Linked DNA regions of Rattus norvegicus: region 2 is linked to region 1. A link is a contact called in public Hi-C data. All regions are on one chromosome and are shown on one strand. The core of a region is the stretch at or near the end of the contact, and the rest is flanking DNA. Distances in the headings are between cores, read along the strand shown. Region 1 has its middle 130 kb from the start of Qki. Region 2 has its middle 85 kb from the start of Pabpc6.

Region 1 (3,766 bases), core at 397-2,896:
AAGTGTCTTAGATTTTAAATGGTGTTGAGTGAAACTCTAATCTCTACCTTGGTTCTAAAACACCATGAAGAGAACTTCATTTTGAAATCTAACTAGCAGAATGGTCTTTTAAAAAATGAACATTCCAGAAAATTTTGGAGTTGTGAGAGTGTCTTTCATCCATTATAAATCTGAAACCCAGTATCCAATGAGGTTTCTTGTTGACATGAAACATTTATTTCTAGACTGAATACTGTCTTCAGACAGTAACAAGTGTTTCCTCTGTCTTAAACAATGACAACTAACTCTAGAAGCTCTGTGGATAACCTGACCCAACTTTTTTTCGTGGCCCACCTTGGAAGCAGAGGTGATCTTATTGTACTAGCTGGTTTTGTGTGTCAACTTGACACAAGCTGGAGTTATCACAGAGAAAGGAGCCTCCCTTGAGGAAATTCTTCCATGAGATCCAGCTGTAAGGCATGTTCTCAGTTAGTGACCAAGGTTGGGGTGGTGTTGTCCCTGGGCTGGTAGTCTTGGGTTCTATAAGAAAGCAAGCTGAGCAAGCCAAGGGAAGTAAGCCAGTAACATCCCTCCATGGCCTCTGCATCAGCTCCTGCTTCCTGACCTGCTTGAGTTCCAGTCCTGACTTCCTTTGGTGATGAACAGCAATGTGGAAGTGTAAGCTGAATAAACCCTTTCCTCCTCAACTTGCTTCTTGGTCAGTCATGATGTCTGTGCAGGAATAGGAACCCTGACTAAGACTCTTACGAACACATGCATGCCACCTAGAGCTATGAAGAGGCTCAGAAAGCTTTCCCTGAATATGCAGCACAATGGCACAAATATGTCTTGAGGTACCAAGGTACATTGGAAGTCATAGTAGTCAGACTGATTGGCTCAAAGACAGCAGCCACACGGGTTCTTTTTTTCTGACTTATAGGACACAGGGCCAAACAAACCACGATTTGCCAGATCTGCTAAGTTGAGGTTATTTTGTGCTCATGTAGAGGTAGGAGGGAGGAAGAAAATATGTCCCCAAGGATGGCCTCCATGTTATGGTCCAAGTTATCTAGATTTTGTCACAGTTACTATGTCTCATGCTTCTACCAAAAGAAAAGTCATCAGCAGAACAAAAGAAAACGGAGTTGATCACTTAATAGTTTAACTTAATAGTTGTTTTCTGGCTGGAAAAAAAGAAGCTCTAGAGTAAGAATTTACCTAACAAATATTAGCAGTTATAAAAATGTTCTGTTTAAGTCCCAGTAGTTACCACATTCCCCAAAGGATACAAATGTGTCAGGCAAACAGGTCCTGCAGCTTCCGTGTGTCCAGTCGTACAGTCAGTGGCTACACAGGTCAGGCTTCAGGAGACAAAGTTTGACACACTTCAGGAGAGGACGCCTATGGCGATGTTAACAAAGGCCCGTGCCTCTTGTTGGAAGGGAGTTAAAGAAAAATGTTCCTATTGACATGATTTCTTTTTGTCCAATTTTTAGGTTTGGGGGTTTAGGTTTGTTGGAGGTGCAGAATATTAGGGTGGACCCCAGAGGGTCTCCTTCCCACTGCTCAGTTCCATCTCTGCCTGGCAGAATGAGGACAGAGCACGGAAGCAAATTAGCATGACCATGATTCTCTTCTGTTCTGTGCTGAGCCTATGCTGTGCCTTGTGGGACAGCTGTCAGAACAATAGCCTTTAGTTCTTTTTTGAGACTCTGGGCTCCTCTGACGGTGTTGTGGAAGCTTTGTATTTCCTCTCCAGGAAAACACATACATACCCAGACAGGGTTAGAGGGGAAGAATTGTAACACATTTTAACATTGCGTTGGGGAGGGGGAAAAAAACCCTCTGAATCTCATATGCCTTTCTAGAACTTGGATGCAAACTGATGTAGGCACTAAGATGTATATAAATTGTGGTCATCCATTTTCTATTTGCTATCACTAAATAAAGTACCTTGGGTACTTTTAAAGTGTATCTGGCTCATGACTCTGGATGCTGAAGTCAAAGGCTGGGTGTCTATTCTGGTGAGGACCTCATAATGTATCCTAAAAGTGAAAAACAAAACAAAAACCCAGAAGAGCAGTGAGATATGGGGCACCAGACACTCGGGGCTGTCTGGACTTGGGGCTGCCTGCTCTCAGCCGAGCAAGCCCAGCCTCTTACAACCTCATCAGCTCCAAAGGTCCCTTTCCAAGGATCACCACAGTGGCAGCACATTTCCACGTGGCTGTGGGAAAGGACAGAGCATACAAAACTATAGCACCACCAGGTCACCCAACTTGTATTGATTTCTGTCACCCTTGTTTGGGGTCGTCCCGTTCTTTTCCCTTGCGGTGTCTCTTACAGTGTTTCTTCTAGCGACACTTCCTATGTGTGGGGACCCTTATCTGCAGATGTCTGGAGGTATCCGAATAATAAATCAAGTGGTCGTGAGTTCATATCCATCTTCCCCTACCTTTTGAAGACATCAGTGTTCTGCCTTTGGCAAGCATAAATTCTGTTGCTTTAGTTGGCCAAATGCTGTCCTTCATCATCAACAAGATTTCCTTCTCCCATTAGTAACCTCTGTGAGATGGAATAGCCTCCAACATGCTCTTCCCGGCCTTTTGGGACTTTTTCATGTTTGCGTGGGTGGACATGTTTCACTTGTCCTGAAGAGTAAGTGACGTGACTTCTCTCACAGCTCCTTCAACATAGGCAGGCTGTTCTGGCCTTCAGTGACTCTCTCTAAGAGCTGTGCAGCATTGACCTCAGTGTGGACTCTGATATCGTGGAGGGTCCTTTGGTTCTGAGTACAGCTGTGCATTTAAATGCACATATGGAATACATGACCTCTCCTTTCATAGTGTTTGAGGAAGGGTGGCGTGAGGTTGAGCAGATGCTCTCATTATGATCTTAATTGACCATGAGACCTCAGTCAGCGACGCGGCAGGTTAGAGTCTGTCCCTAACCTGTGGGCTTCTAGGCTGCTTACATACTACAGTGCTGGAGACCTCTGAAAGAAGAACATTACTTAGACCCATAGGGGAAATCAACTGTGCCTGCCCTGTCTAACCTGCTCCCTGCCATGGGGCTTCTGTGGCATAGAATACCAGTTTTCATTAGCCTACCTTTGGCAGCCCCAGCTGTGTATTGCTGTAGTTGATCCAGAAAATTATCACCTTTCGTTTGGGCTCCTTAGAAGAAAACTCAGAAGACAGGTTCAAAGACCTTGTTTACCCAGACCAACTGATTGTTAACATAGAAAATGCTTCCTTCTCTCTTTATATATAATATACACCCCTCTTTAAGCTGTATCTAAGTAATTTCACAAATCATGGATCTTTATCCTTCACCACTTGGAGTGTATTAGGGTGTATTTCCTAGGAATACTCAGACTCTCATACAAAACCACCATATAATTACCAAAAATCCAGGAGTTGAATGACTACAGACACTGCCGTCTAAGCCACGGTACAATTTCACATTCAAATTATCCTAACATTGACTTTCAGCTACACCTCCTTTAAGACAGAAATCTAATCCAGTTTATGTGTTCCAAGAATAATGCAGCAGAAGAACAGTACAGTATTCTGATTCTGATTGTTGTAATAAAGTGACAGCTTCTTATTTGAATGCTTGGCTCCTAGCTTTTCTCCTCTATGATATCACTGCGACTTCCTCTTCTCTTAAGCGTTTGCTCCAAACACTTGGGTGATTTTCTTAGGAAAAAACTGACAGGTTCAAGCATGCTCGTCTTGTACCAGATGTCTCCAGCCAATGACCACCCTCTTGAAACCACCATTAC
Region 2 (3,766 bases), core at 319-2,818, 440 kb after region 1:
CATTTGACCTGCCTGGGAGAAGGTCATGACCCAAGGCAAGAGACATATGTGTTGACAGATAGCTTCTACAGAGCACAGGCTAGTATCAGCTGTGTGTGAAGGATGAGCATCCACTCCAAAGCTTTAGTACCACTTGGCACACATAGGACTTCCCTGGAATATAATTGTGACATCTTACCATTGAGACACTCTTGGGAATTTACATACCTTCAGGGTTCTAAAAATATCCTTCTACTTTATCTTGAATTTTTCACTTTTAACTGAGGAAGCATGTATTGGGTACTGTAGATGTAGCAAGCATGGTACCAGCTGCTTGGAACCAAATGAAGAATTGATTTCCTTTTAATCAAGCTCTACCCTTGCAGAGGAGATGAACACTAACAGCGGGTTCAACAGTGGTTGACTCTTACAATACAGACCTAGCGGGGAACAGGAGGGAGAGCTGTGCAGACTGTGGGTGTGAAGATCCTGTAGGAGACCCAGAACTGAAAAACTAAAATAAAGGTTGGAGGCATACCCCTTGCCTAACATGTACAAGGCCAAGAGTTGAATCCCCAGCCCTTCATAAAGTAGAAGAGCAGAAATAAGAACTGAAAGTGGTGCGTTCCTTTAGTGTTAAAGTATCTCCAATATTCTGTAGCTACTTAAACTTAGTCACTCCCGGTGGTTTGAGACCTTGGTGTAAGCTGTTCTTAATCCTAACAGTGATTCTATGAGGTGTAGGTATCATCTCACATTGCATATGAGGAAGCCAATGCATAGGTTAAAATGGGACAACTGGTAAACCAAGATGCCTCTATCTATGGCGTTTTCCTTCACTCCACTAATACAACTCTAGTGGGGGACATTTGGAGAGATGAAGGCAGAAGGGAGTGAGGAAGTGGAGGGGTGGAGGAGCTTGCAGACCAGATCTCCAATGACAAGAGGGGCAGGGGACCAAGGGGCTTATTCAAAGACTGTCATTCTAAACCTCATTTATGGATGCAAAGGGGATTTCCCCCTGCCGGGTCCTGTCTGATTCAAGATATGCAGTTACCAGCATGAGGACTTGGAGGATGGTGTCTATCAAAGGCATGGGTGTTGTGAGTCTTCCCTCCCAGAACACGAGGCATGCCAGAGCCAGTTTCTCTAAATAACAGGGAACAGTGGGAACTGTGTGGAATCTGAGACTATGAATGTAGCAGAGTAGCTGTGACAGTGTGTCGTCCTGTCAGTGAAACCCAGCTGCACAAACACAGACATGGCAAGACTGTTCAAATAGTCACATGTGTGAAACAGTCTTAAAGGTGGTGACAGTGTTTATATGGAGAATGGCCAGGGGAGGGAGGTCATTCGGTGTTAACTCATAGCCACAGGCACTCAGTCTTGTCCTGTTAGCTAGCTTCCATAGAAACAGGAGGGGCTGGATATTATGGACCAGGAAACTGCAAGGTTAAATGTAATCAGAAATCAGCTCCTGCTTGATCAGGAGACTGAAGGTGACAGTGACTGGGAGCCAGTCTGGATGAAAGAAAGGCAAGCAGGGGCCTGAGATCTAACCCCATGAACTAAAGGGCCACCATCATGGAGAAGAAAGATTCCAGCCCCACTTGGAGCTCCAGAGGTCAGAACTGGCTTCTCGGGGAGAAATGAAGAAGGGCTTTCACTTGGTAACAGGGAAGAATGTTTTAGCAATTAAAGCTGCCCAGTGACCGAATGGGCTGCCTCAGACAGTTGGAATGGGAACCATGACCTACTTTGAGAAAATTTAATTACCAGGGAATGCTCAAGTGCTCAGCTCATTTCCGTTTCCTTCTCAAGAAGTTAAAAGTAACGTTGAGCCGTGTTTACCAATATTTGATCTTGTGACAGTGTCTTTCTTAGATTGTGTGATTGGTTTGGATGCTACAGCTTAAGAAATCTTTAAAGCATAAGCATGGGGATCTTTGGTAGACTTAGGTGTGATGGTCTAGTGGACAGATACCAATGTTTATTTGTTAAGAAAAACATGGGGTCACTGATACAAGCTACTATTTTTCGAGGAAAGTTGACATGGAGATCGAAAAAGGCCAAGCATGGTGGCAATACATTTGTAAACCTAGCACTACGAGCCTGAGGTAGGGGAGTAGGAGCCAAACACTAGTCATGGCTATGTAGTGAGATTAAGGTGAGTCTGGGCTACAGAGAGGCTGTTTTAAAGCCAAATCAACAGAAACATAGAAATGCTTCTGACCTCATACATCTCTCCCTGTTCTACTGTTGTAACTGATTGCCCGTTTCTATTCTAGATGTTCATTTTCTTCAGGATGGTAATTCTGTCCATCTCCTGTAACACACCGAACCACACTCACCATTCAGTTAAATTACTGTTTAAATAGTAGAATGAAAAAAGTTTGTTAAATGTATCCAAGCAGAATGTAAGCAAACTGATATAATAAAGGAATAAGAAAATGTTTCCTGAGGCTGTAATGGATTTGCATACTAGCATATAGTTTAGTTTTAGTGCAGGGTGTTTTTCCACAGTCAACTTACATCCCTGTGGCTTGTAATAGCAGATGCTACAGAGTGTGCAGGCTGTGACCTTGGTCATACAGATGTGGAATTGTGGTTCTCCGAAAGAACTGGGAGGGCAAAGCAGCCTTGTCAGATAGTGTGGGATTAGGGAGAGGTGGGGCACCTCAGCTTGGTGAGCTGTGATCTTGGACACTGCCATGTTCTCAAGGGTACTAGGAAACAGTGTCCATTCTGAAGAATGAGAAATGCCTGAAGCCTGGTGTGGTGGTAATTCCAGCATTTGGGTGGCAGAGGCTGGAGGATCATGAATGGGATGCTAGACTGTGCTAGGTAAGGAGATAGCATTTCGCTAAAGTATTGTTATTTGTGTGTAGTGAGAGCTCAGTTTGGAGAAAGCAGAGGAGATTGCAATGTACAGGAATATGTGCTCAGAACAAGGACGTGCACGTGCTGTCTGTTCTAATCTAGAAGAGCTCATTGAGCATCAGGCCATGGGCCAATCTCTCTTGCTGGCTCCTTCCCACCATAGCCATTCCAAGCATCCAGGATATCCCAGGATGCTAGTGTCAGAAAGCCATCTCAAAGCTATCAGTTCCTCTTGTCTGAGGAAAAAAAGCAAAGAATCAGAGGATTCTGTGCTGGTTAGTTTAACTGTCAACTTCTTACAACTTAGAAATACCTAGGAAGACCTCATACCAATATTATCCAAACTATTCCACAAAATTGAAACAGATGGATCACTACCGAATACCTTCTACGAAGCCACAATTACTCTTATACCTAAACCACACAAAGACACAACAAAGAAAGAGAACTTCAGACCAATTTCCCTTATGAATATCGACGCAAAAATACTCAACAAAATTCTGGCAAACCGAATCCAAGAGCACATCAAAACAATCATCCACCATGACCAAGTAGGCTTCATCCCAGGCATGCAGGGATGGTTTAATATACGGAAAACCATCAACGTGATCCATTATATAAACAAACTGAAAGAACAAAACCACAGGATCATTTCATTAGACGCTGAGAAAGCATTTGACAAAATTCAACACCCCTTCATGATAAAAGTCCTGGAGAGAATAGGAATTCAAGGCCCATACCTGAACATAGTAAAAGCCATATACAGCAAACCAGTTGCTAACATTAAACTAAATGGAGAGAAACTCGAAGCAATCCCACTAAAATCAGGGACTAGACAAGGCTGCCCACTCTCTCCCTACTTATTCAATATAGTTCTTGAAGTTCTAGCCAGAGCAATCAGACAACA

What was found. Hi-C and Micro-C count contacts between places; a contact is called where the count stands out from the background.
Region 2: a Hi-C map of frontal cortex shows a contact between it and region 1, with 2.6 times the contacts expected there. The contact joins two enhancer-like sites. A contact is called at or near these places in 3 of 12 Hi-C or Micro-C datasets (the A7r5 cell line, Schwann cells and frontal cortex) and 1 of 1 datasets of contacts at active chromatin or transcription factors (oligodendrocytes).

Annotation. Positions count from the first base shown.
Region 1 is chr1:53,068,170-53,071,935 of GRCr8, forward strand. No RefSeq gene overlaps it. Among named protein-coding and RNA genes, the nearest start is that of Qki, 130 kb to the left of the region's middle. Within about 2 kb of position 1,647, at least 26 of the 93 cell types and tissues checked have an H3K27ac peak or open chromatin away from gene starts, as enhancers often do.
Region 2 is chr1:53,505,868-53,509,633 of GRCr8, forward strand. No RefSeq gene overlaps it. Among named protein-coding and RNA genes, the nearest start is that of Pabpc6, 85 kb to the right of the region's middle. Within about 2 kb of position 1,569, at least 9 of the 93 cell types and tissues checked have an H3K27ac peak or open chromatin away from gene starts, as enhancers often do.